Regions from separate parts of the Mus musculus genome. Here region 2 is linked to region 1. Evidence: chromatin contacts called from public HiChIP or PLAC-seq data. All regions are on one chromosome and are shown on one strand. The core of a region is the stretch at or near the end of the contact, and the rest is flanking DNA. Distances in the headings are between cores, read along the strand shown.

Evidence for each region. HiChIP or PLAC-seq counts read pairs in DNA pulled down with a chosen protein or histone mark.
Region 2: an H3K27ac HiChIP or PLAC-seq map of embryonic stem cells shows a contact between it and region 1, with 3 times the contacts expected there. The contact joins the enhancer-like site here to the promoter of Txndc15 in region 1. A contact is called at or near these places in 1 of 39 promoter capture datasets (cranial neural crest), 2 of 484 Hi-C or Micro-C datasets (the AtT-20 cell line and embryonic stem cells) and 4 of 115 datasets of contacts at active chromatin or transcription factors (embryonic forebrain, embryonic stem cells, neural tube and 1 more).

Annotation. Positions count from the first base shown.
Region 1 is chr13:55,712,677-55,716,477 of GRCm38.p6, reverse strand. It overlaps Txndc15 (thioredoxin domain containing 15), which reads right to left and starts at 1,828. Exons shown (of 5, transcript NM_175150.3): 1 at 1,634-1,828. The coding sequence starts at 1,700.
Region 2 is chr13:55,983,749-55,987,549 of GRCm38.p6, reverse strand. No RefSeq gene overlaps it. Among named protein-coding and RNA genes, the nearest start is that of Gm31542, 76 kb to the right of the region's middle. Within about 2 kb of position 1,994, at least 11 of the 459 cell types and tissues checked have an H3K27ac peak or open chromatin away from gene starts, as enhancers often do.

The DNA of each region.
Region 1 (3,801 bases), core at 579-3,078:
ACTACTAACTCTGGGAAATCTGAGTATTTAGTGAGGAACTATTAATGTATGCACTGAATGTAGAGAAACTAAAAACCTAATATTGTTCTGTTTCTTTTGTCTGCTACAGGCTTTGAACTCCCCAGCCTTCTGCCTCCACCTACGCTGGGGTAAGATCACAGGCCTGTGCCACCACATCTGGTGGCAGCTGCTGAACCCGTCTAGAACCTTCAGACAGCTAGCACAGGCCAAAGGGAGCAGTTTCCCAGCCTTGCTGCTTTCTGGTCAGGAACACCACAGGCCTGTAATAAACACTGATGGAGGGTGCCGAGACTTATTACAACACTCTGACCCCATTCTCTGCTTGTTCCAGTGCCTTCTTTTTGAGAAAGAAGTCTAGAGAGCCAACTATTCCATATATCATCTTTTTTTTTTTTTTTTTTTTTTTTTTGGTTTTTCGAGACAGGGTTTCTCTGTACAGCCCCGGCTGTCCTGGAACTCACTTTGTAGACCAGGCTGGCCTCGAACTCAGAAATCCGACTGCCTCTGCCTCCCAAATGCTGGGATTAAAGGTGTGCACCACCACTGCCCCACTTACATCTTCATTTTAAAGGCTAGTGATTAAATAGATTGAAAATTTCAATTTTTGGCTGTGAGATCTGACAGACACTGGCTTCCATCTCAGGCCCTCATCTATGGCTGCATAATATTGAAAGAGGATTTAGGTCCTGAGTCTCAGTTCCAGGTTGGGCATCCCTAAATGGAAACAGCCCTAGGCAGGCAGGAGGATTGGGGGGAGGGGGGGTCGGTCTGAGCTGTCTCAAAACAAAGGACAATAGCAACAAAAAATGTTTGATGTAAATCAGGCAGTGGTGGAATTTAATCCCAGCACTCGGGAGGCAGAGACAAGCAGATCTCTTGATCTCTGGCCTACAGAGTAATTTCTAGGACAGCCAGGTTCCAGAGAGAAACATTGTCTCAAAAAAATACTAACTAATCAACTAAAAATAAATAAATGAATCCAAAAGAAAAGAAAGAAAGAAATGGTCTTTTAATAGGAGTGGATAAAAGAGCCATGAACTAAGAAGGCCTCTCTCTGCTCCCCACTCTAGCACAGAGTGGCTCCTTTACCCACTTAAAGGGGTCCCCACATAAACACGGGCCCCAGGAATCTGATGTTGGTTTTTGGTGTTTTCTTCAGACAGATCCCAACTAATCTAGAGTGGCCACTTTCAAACAGTGGCCCAGCAAGAGCGAACTCCAGCGTGAACTTTGAAGTCGGAGAGACCTCAGGCTCTGATATTACTACTAAGTGCGAACAGGCAAATAGCTTATTCCCTCCGAGCCTCCTCGTCTCCAGCCTGTGAAATGAAGGTATTAACGGAAGCAGTCTCCCGCGGCGGCTGGAAGGACTGGAGGAGATCTGAGCTCTGGGATTCTAATCAGGACACAACAAAAGTCAGGTGTCTGCGTTTGACGGCTGATCATAAAGTGCGCATCGCAGAGGGTATCGGGCCAGGCCCGCCGAGGGGCCTGGGCAGGCTCGGCCTCCGCCGCCCAGCACCCCCACCGCCACGCACCGTCCCGCACCGCCCGCGGGTGGCAGCGCGTCGCCCCACGCAGCCGCCTTCGCCGGACCCCGATCCGCACTCACCCTCCAGGCCGTGGGCCGGAAGGCCCAGCACCCACAGCAGGACTTGCCACCAGCAGAGGAGTTGCATGGCGCGCGACAGGGAGCCGCGGCGACAGCCACCGCGGTGGAAGAAAATCGGCGCACCGGCAACCGGAGTCGCACCCCCCGCCCCAGGGAGACTACGGGGAGGAGAGCCCAGAGCGCAGGCGTGGCCGCGGGCCGCCATCTTGACTCCTGGCCGACGCTGCAGACGCCATCTTGGAGTCGGGCGGTCGGCCTCTAGCCAGGCCTGTGCGACCTGTACTGGAAGCCGCTTTTGGGGAACAAGTATCAAAGTAGGATTCGAGCAGCCATCAATAGCCATTCCCATGAGAACTCCTCGCTGCTTGCGACACGTACTGAACCTGTGTGCGGAGTTAATACCTTTCATTTCAAGAGACAAAAAGGCCAAGAAACTTGTGCACAATGGAGGAGGGACAGAACCTTGGGAAATCACAGATAGTCTGATGTATTACTTCAGCATGTTGCACTAGCTTGTGTTGCCAGACAGAGGATAGATCCAGTTAAATTTGAACTTCGCGGGCTGGTGAGATGGCTCAGTGGGTAAGAGCACCCGACTGCTCTTCCGAAGGTCCGAAGACTGAAGTTTTAAAAAAAAAAAAAAAATTTGAACTTCGCATAACTGCTGTATGTGTGTATGTAACTGTCTATCCTATAATTTGCTACTTCTGGCAAATTGGTTGGTTGGTTTTAACACTGGGACTCCTAAGATAATGACACTTAGGGGGGCTGGAGAGATGGCTCAGCAGTTAAGAGCAATGACTGCTCTTCAAGAGGTCCTGAATTCAAATCCCAGCAACCACATGGTGGCTCACAACCATCCATAATGAGATCTGATGCCCTCTTCTGGCAGGAGAATTACTGTGGGTTCCAAGCCAGTCTGGGCTACATCATGAATTCCAGAACTGGCCTGGGCTTCAGAATGAGACCTTGTCTCAAAAATGAGAGGTGGGAAAAGGAAGGAGAAAAGAGTGGAGGGGAAGGGAGTTGAAGAGATGAGAGCAGAAAGGGGGAGGGGAGAGGGGAAGATAACTTTGAGATTAAGAGTACATACTGCTCTCGAAGAAGGCCAAGGGTTATGAACCAAAGGTCTTGGCAATCTGAGTCAAGACGCTGTAATACTTAGTAACTTAGTAGCTGGGTACTAGTCCACTGTCACTCAAACTCCAAAGCATGTGCCTCTAACCTGAGTACTTAAGTCCTGTAAGTGTCTGGCATTTAAAGCTCAGAGCCTGAGCCTGGAGGAGTGACTCACTCATTAAGAACACAGGACCAGGGTTTGATCTCCAGCACCCACATGGCAGCTCACAGCCTTCTTCACCTCCAGCTCCTAGGATCCAGTACTGCCTCCATCAGTACCATACTGTGCACACATATATACAAGCAAGCAAAGCACCCAGAAACATAAAATGTAAATAATTTTTATTTAAATAAAAAATTTTAATAAAAGTTTAATTTTTACTACAATCTTGACAAAATGGGAAATTACGGTCATCTGAGGAGGGAACCTCAACTGAGAAAATGCCTCCATATGGTGGGGCTGTAGGAAACCTACAGAGCATTTTCCTAATTAGTGACTGATGTGGGAGGGTCAGCCCATTGTAGGTGGGGCCACCCAGGCATGTTGATTCTGGGTTCTATAAGAAAACAGGCTGAGCAAACCATAAAGAGCAAGCTAGTGGGCTGGAGAGATGGCTCAGCGGTTAGGAACACTAACTGCTCTTCCGAAGGCCGAGTTCAAACCCCAGCAACCACATGGTGGCTCACAACCATCTGTAATGAGATCTGGTGCCCTCTTCTGGAGTGTCTAAAGATGTCTACTTACATATAATAAGTAAGTCTTTTTTTAAAAAAGTAAATAAATCTTAATCTCAGCACTCTGGAGGCAGAGGCAGGAGGATCTCAGGGTTACAGGCCCAACCTGGTCTATATACAGGGTCCAGACCATCTAGGGAGAGATAGTGAAATTGTCTCAAAAATAAAGAGTAACTGGGCGGTGGTGGCGCACGCCTTTAATCCCAGCACTTGGGAGGCAGAGGCAGAGGCAGGCAGATTTCTGAGTTCGGCCTGGTCTACAAAGTGAGCTCTGGGACAGCCAGGGCTACACAGAGAAACCCTGTCTCGAAAAA
Region 2 (3,801 bases), core at 745-3,244, 270 kb before region 1:
TGACTCGCTGACATTCATGTGGAGCATCCCAGGCAGGGGCCAGATGTTCTGACTGCTAGTCCAGTCTCCCTCTGCAACCTTATGTGAGCACCTAACTCCATCCCAGTGCCCTGCCGACACACAGTTCCTTGGCAACTATTCCTTTTCCTTTCTGACCTCAGCTTACTGTCCTGTAGGTACAGTAGAATCCCTTGGGAGAGAATATACCTGTGAAATAGTTCAATAATGAGTCCATCCCTTCTGATGTATGTAGCACACAGCCATTGATACCTCTCAACCATGGGGAGTAACTATAAGCCCAGATGTGGGAAGATCTGACTCAGAAGCTGCCACACAAAACACACAGACCCCAAACTCAGGGTTTGGGCAGATCAACATTATCCATCTGCCAGTCTACCAACAGCATCTAACAGCTCCCCCATCTTTTCTGCAGAGCCCAGAACAGAGGCCTCTCCAGGCCTAAGATCTACCCCAGATAGACAGTTCATCCCCTACAAACCAGTGTCACCTTGACCATTACTCTAGGGCGAGCGACTGATATACTTTCTTTCACCCCATAAGCAAACACAAAGCTTCAGGCAAAGTGTATGGCTAGTAACCAATGAATGGCTAGTAACCAATGGACCTAATGGCCCAGGGTATAAACACCGAGGGCATTGAAGCCTGATGAAGCAGAAGTTGGGGCTGGAGGAACTCAGCAGAGAAGGAGTTTCCAGAAGAGGACATGAATCAATACCAGAGTGGACGAGGCATATACTCACACAAATAACTGGAAGACAGAGGCATCTATTAGGGACAGACTCACCTGGCCTGGCAGGAGAACTTCTAAAGCATCTATAAAACCTCCTTTGTCATCTGCTTCCTGTCTCCACACACAGGTCTCACCATGGACAGAGAAGGATGTTAGACCCTGGGGCCACTCTGGCAGTAGGGAGAGGACATGAGACTGCCGATCTGTTGACCCCACTCTTGTGGGGCTTCCCAGAATGGGAGCAGTAAAGGAGACCTCCATCATCCTACATGTTGGCTATGTAAGGACCATGAGGAAGAGTTCCTTGCATTCTCTGCCCAACAGCAGGAAGAGTTTACCATAACAGAACCTGGGGGTGGGGGGAAGGTGGGGGGTGGGGAGAGGAGAACCCCACCTTACCTGACCCAGTATCCCTGTATGCCCAAGCTCCTCCTCACATGGACAGGACTCAGAGAAAACAGGGATGAGGCGGCTCTGACAGCCTGGTACAGGTCAGCCCGGTATGTGAGGGTGGACAAGAGGCCTTGAGCATTGTGGGAGGAGTCTTTGGCTTACCACTCCAGCTGCCTGGCAGAGGGTCTTCACTTACATAAATATGGTCTCTTCTGAGAGGACCATACAGTACGGAGCATGCATCCAGAGAAAGTTCAAGAAAATGAGTATCAAATTACATAATAATGTCTGAGGTGCACAGACAAAAAAAAAAACACAAGGAACGTTCTCCCAACCGTGGAGACCCACTGGGAAAAAGTCAAGGCAAGATGACCAAAGCCTTGATGGGTCTTTTAAAGTTTTGTTCAGTTGTAATGTTTGCTCTGATTTTAAAACTTTCTCTGTCGCAGATAAAATTGTTCTCTAATTTGGTCATACATTTGGGTTTCATTACTTTCAGAATGTATTCCAGACATCTAAAATTAAACAGATGTCATCAACCCCGCTTAGACCTAACAGACTTGTAACCAAACAGTGACTTCAACCCTGATACAATAGCGACTTGGAACATCGTGTTTCAGTCATTAAACATTTTCAAACTCTGCCCCATTTTTCTCATTTCCTATAATGAGATCTGTCCCTCTCTCTCCTTAAAATACTCCAGTTCTTCAAGGGTCAGTGGGAAGTCAAACCAAAAAGTGAAGCAAATTTAAATATGAAAAGTGCAGGAATTGTATTGCGAAATCCTCATGTCCTAGCCCTCTCTCTCAGAGAGGAAGCCTGGCTGGCGGCAAGCTGCTTCAGTAGTGGGGATCGCAGAAACCCAGCGAGCGAGCCCAGGAAGGGGATTTGCTTCTAAAGCCCGAGCTGCTTTATCGTTCCTTTTCTGACAGGGATAAGATTAGTGAGAATCCTCCAAGCCGGAATGGTGTCCGGGGGACACTTAAGAAGAAAAGGCAGTTATTTCTCTTCTCCATCTTCACCTCTGTGCCTGTCCCAAATGAATTTGTTAAATGGTGTAACCAGGGCAGAGGAAAGAGCCTGTTTGAGATGCCCAGAATTCACAATCAGGGACACCTGACCTCTTAGAGAAAGCTTGGGGAAGGGGCCTGGGTTTGGATTTGCTTACATTTGTGGTCTGGACTGTTTGGCTATACAATGTCTTTATTAAATTGTCTAAGCAAAATGTAAAGAAAAAAGAGGAGGGGAAGACAGAGACACACACAAAAGGGATCGTCACCGACAGCCTCGGACCTCTGACCATTCGAGCAAGCAAACCCTGTCCTCAAGCCCAGCCCCCAGACTTCACTTAGGTAGGTGATCTACATCCGCTGCTCCACCACAATCACAGTGGCGCTCAGACACACCCCTCATGATAAGGACTCTTATAGGTCACTCTAAGCTTCCTGAGACTCCTGGGGAGACAGCTACACTCCCTGCCTTCCTTCTGCACACCCAAGAACTCCCTGTACCCAGCCCTCTCCCAGGGCACCTCTGACCTCAAAACCTGAGAAGCCAGCACCCAGGCCTAAACAGGACCTATCAACTTCAGGATGACCAAGGATCCATGGGAACTGGAAAACTTACTTGGGAAGGCAAAGCCTTCTCTTAAAGGCACCCACCAACTTTGGAATGCACAGAGAGGAACAAACAGGAACGCTCCATTTGGGCTCTGGTTGGACCATTGTCCCAAATGTGAGACTCCATCTAAACAACAACCTGCCTGAAGCGCATCCAGCATTGTGTCTACCTATCCCCCAACTCTGAGCCAGGTCCAGCGCCCTGGGACCTGGTCCTTCCACCTGTTCCATCCCAGATGATTTCTGAGTAATCAGCCCCCAGGAAGCAAGTCTGCACTGAGGAACACCGACTGGCTGGCCAGGTTATCTGCTGAGAGCCCTGTTCTTGGAGTTTCCTTGTGGTGTTTGCCATAGTTGTGGTAGCAGAGAGATAACAGCACCATTTGCCAACAACGCACAGTAGGGAGACGGAGGCCAAGAGAAGTTCGGTGAACCAGGTGTGGATATGCCTTAGAAACAGACACCAAGCTTTAAATAAACTCTTACACTGCAGAGCCAGCCATTTGTCAACTGGTCAATTTAGTCCTTGGAGAATCTCTGGAGCTAAGCCGTGATGCCCTTTTCAAAGCCCTCGATCTAGAGCCAGCCCTATCCACGAGGAACTGATGCTTTGGCTCCCACACTAAGCCAGCAACAATGCCTGAAAGAAATGTGGGGAGCCTCTCTCTATTAGACCCTACCTCATCAGTCACAACAGTATCAATACGCAGCCACTGGGGGTGCCCTGTAACCCAGAGAGGCGAGGATACAGAGAAAGATGAGGCAGTTACCGTGCTAGAGCAGAGCGAGAGCACACGGAGGGCAGTGATGGGGTACTTGTGGGCACCATCACATGGCCATTACCTCATTGCTGAAGCTGGAAGGGAAAGCAAGATACAAGCCGCTGAACCTGCTTCCAGGGAAGACTTCCAGCCAGTCAACAGCACCCTGTTTTCAGAGACAAAGCTCTTTTAGTACCTGCAATCAACTAAGTCGCAAAAAAAAACAGATTAGCTGCTGTTTACTGCAAATTATTCACCTCAACAAAAGATTGCTGGC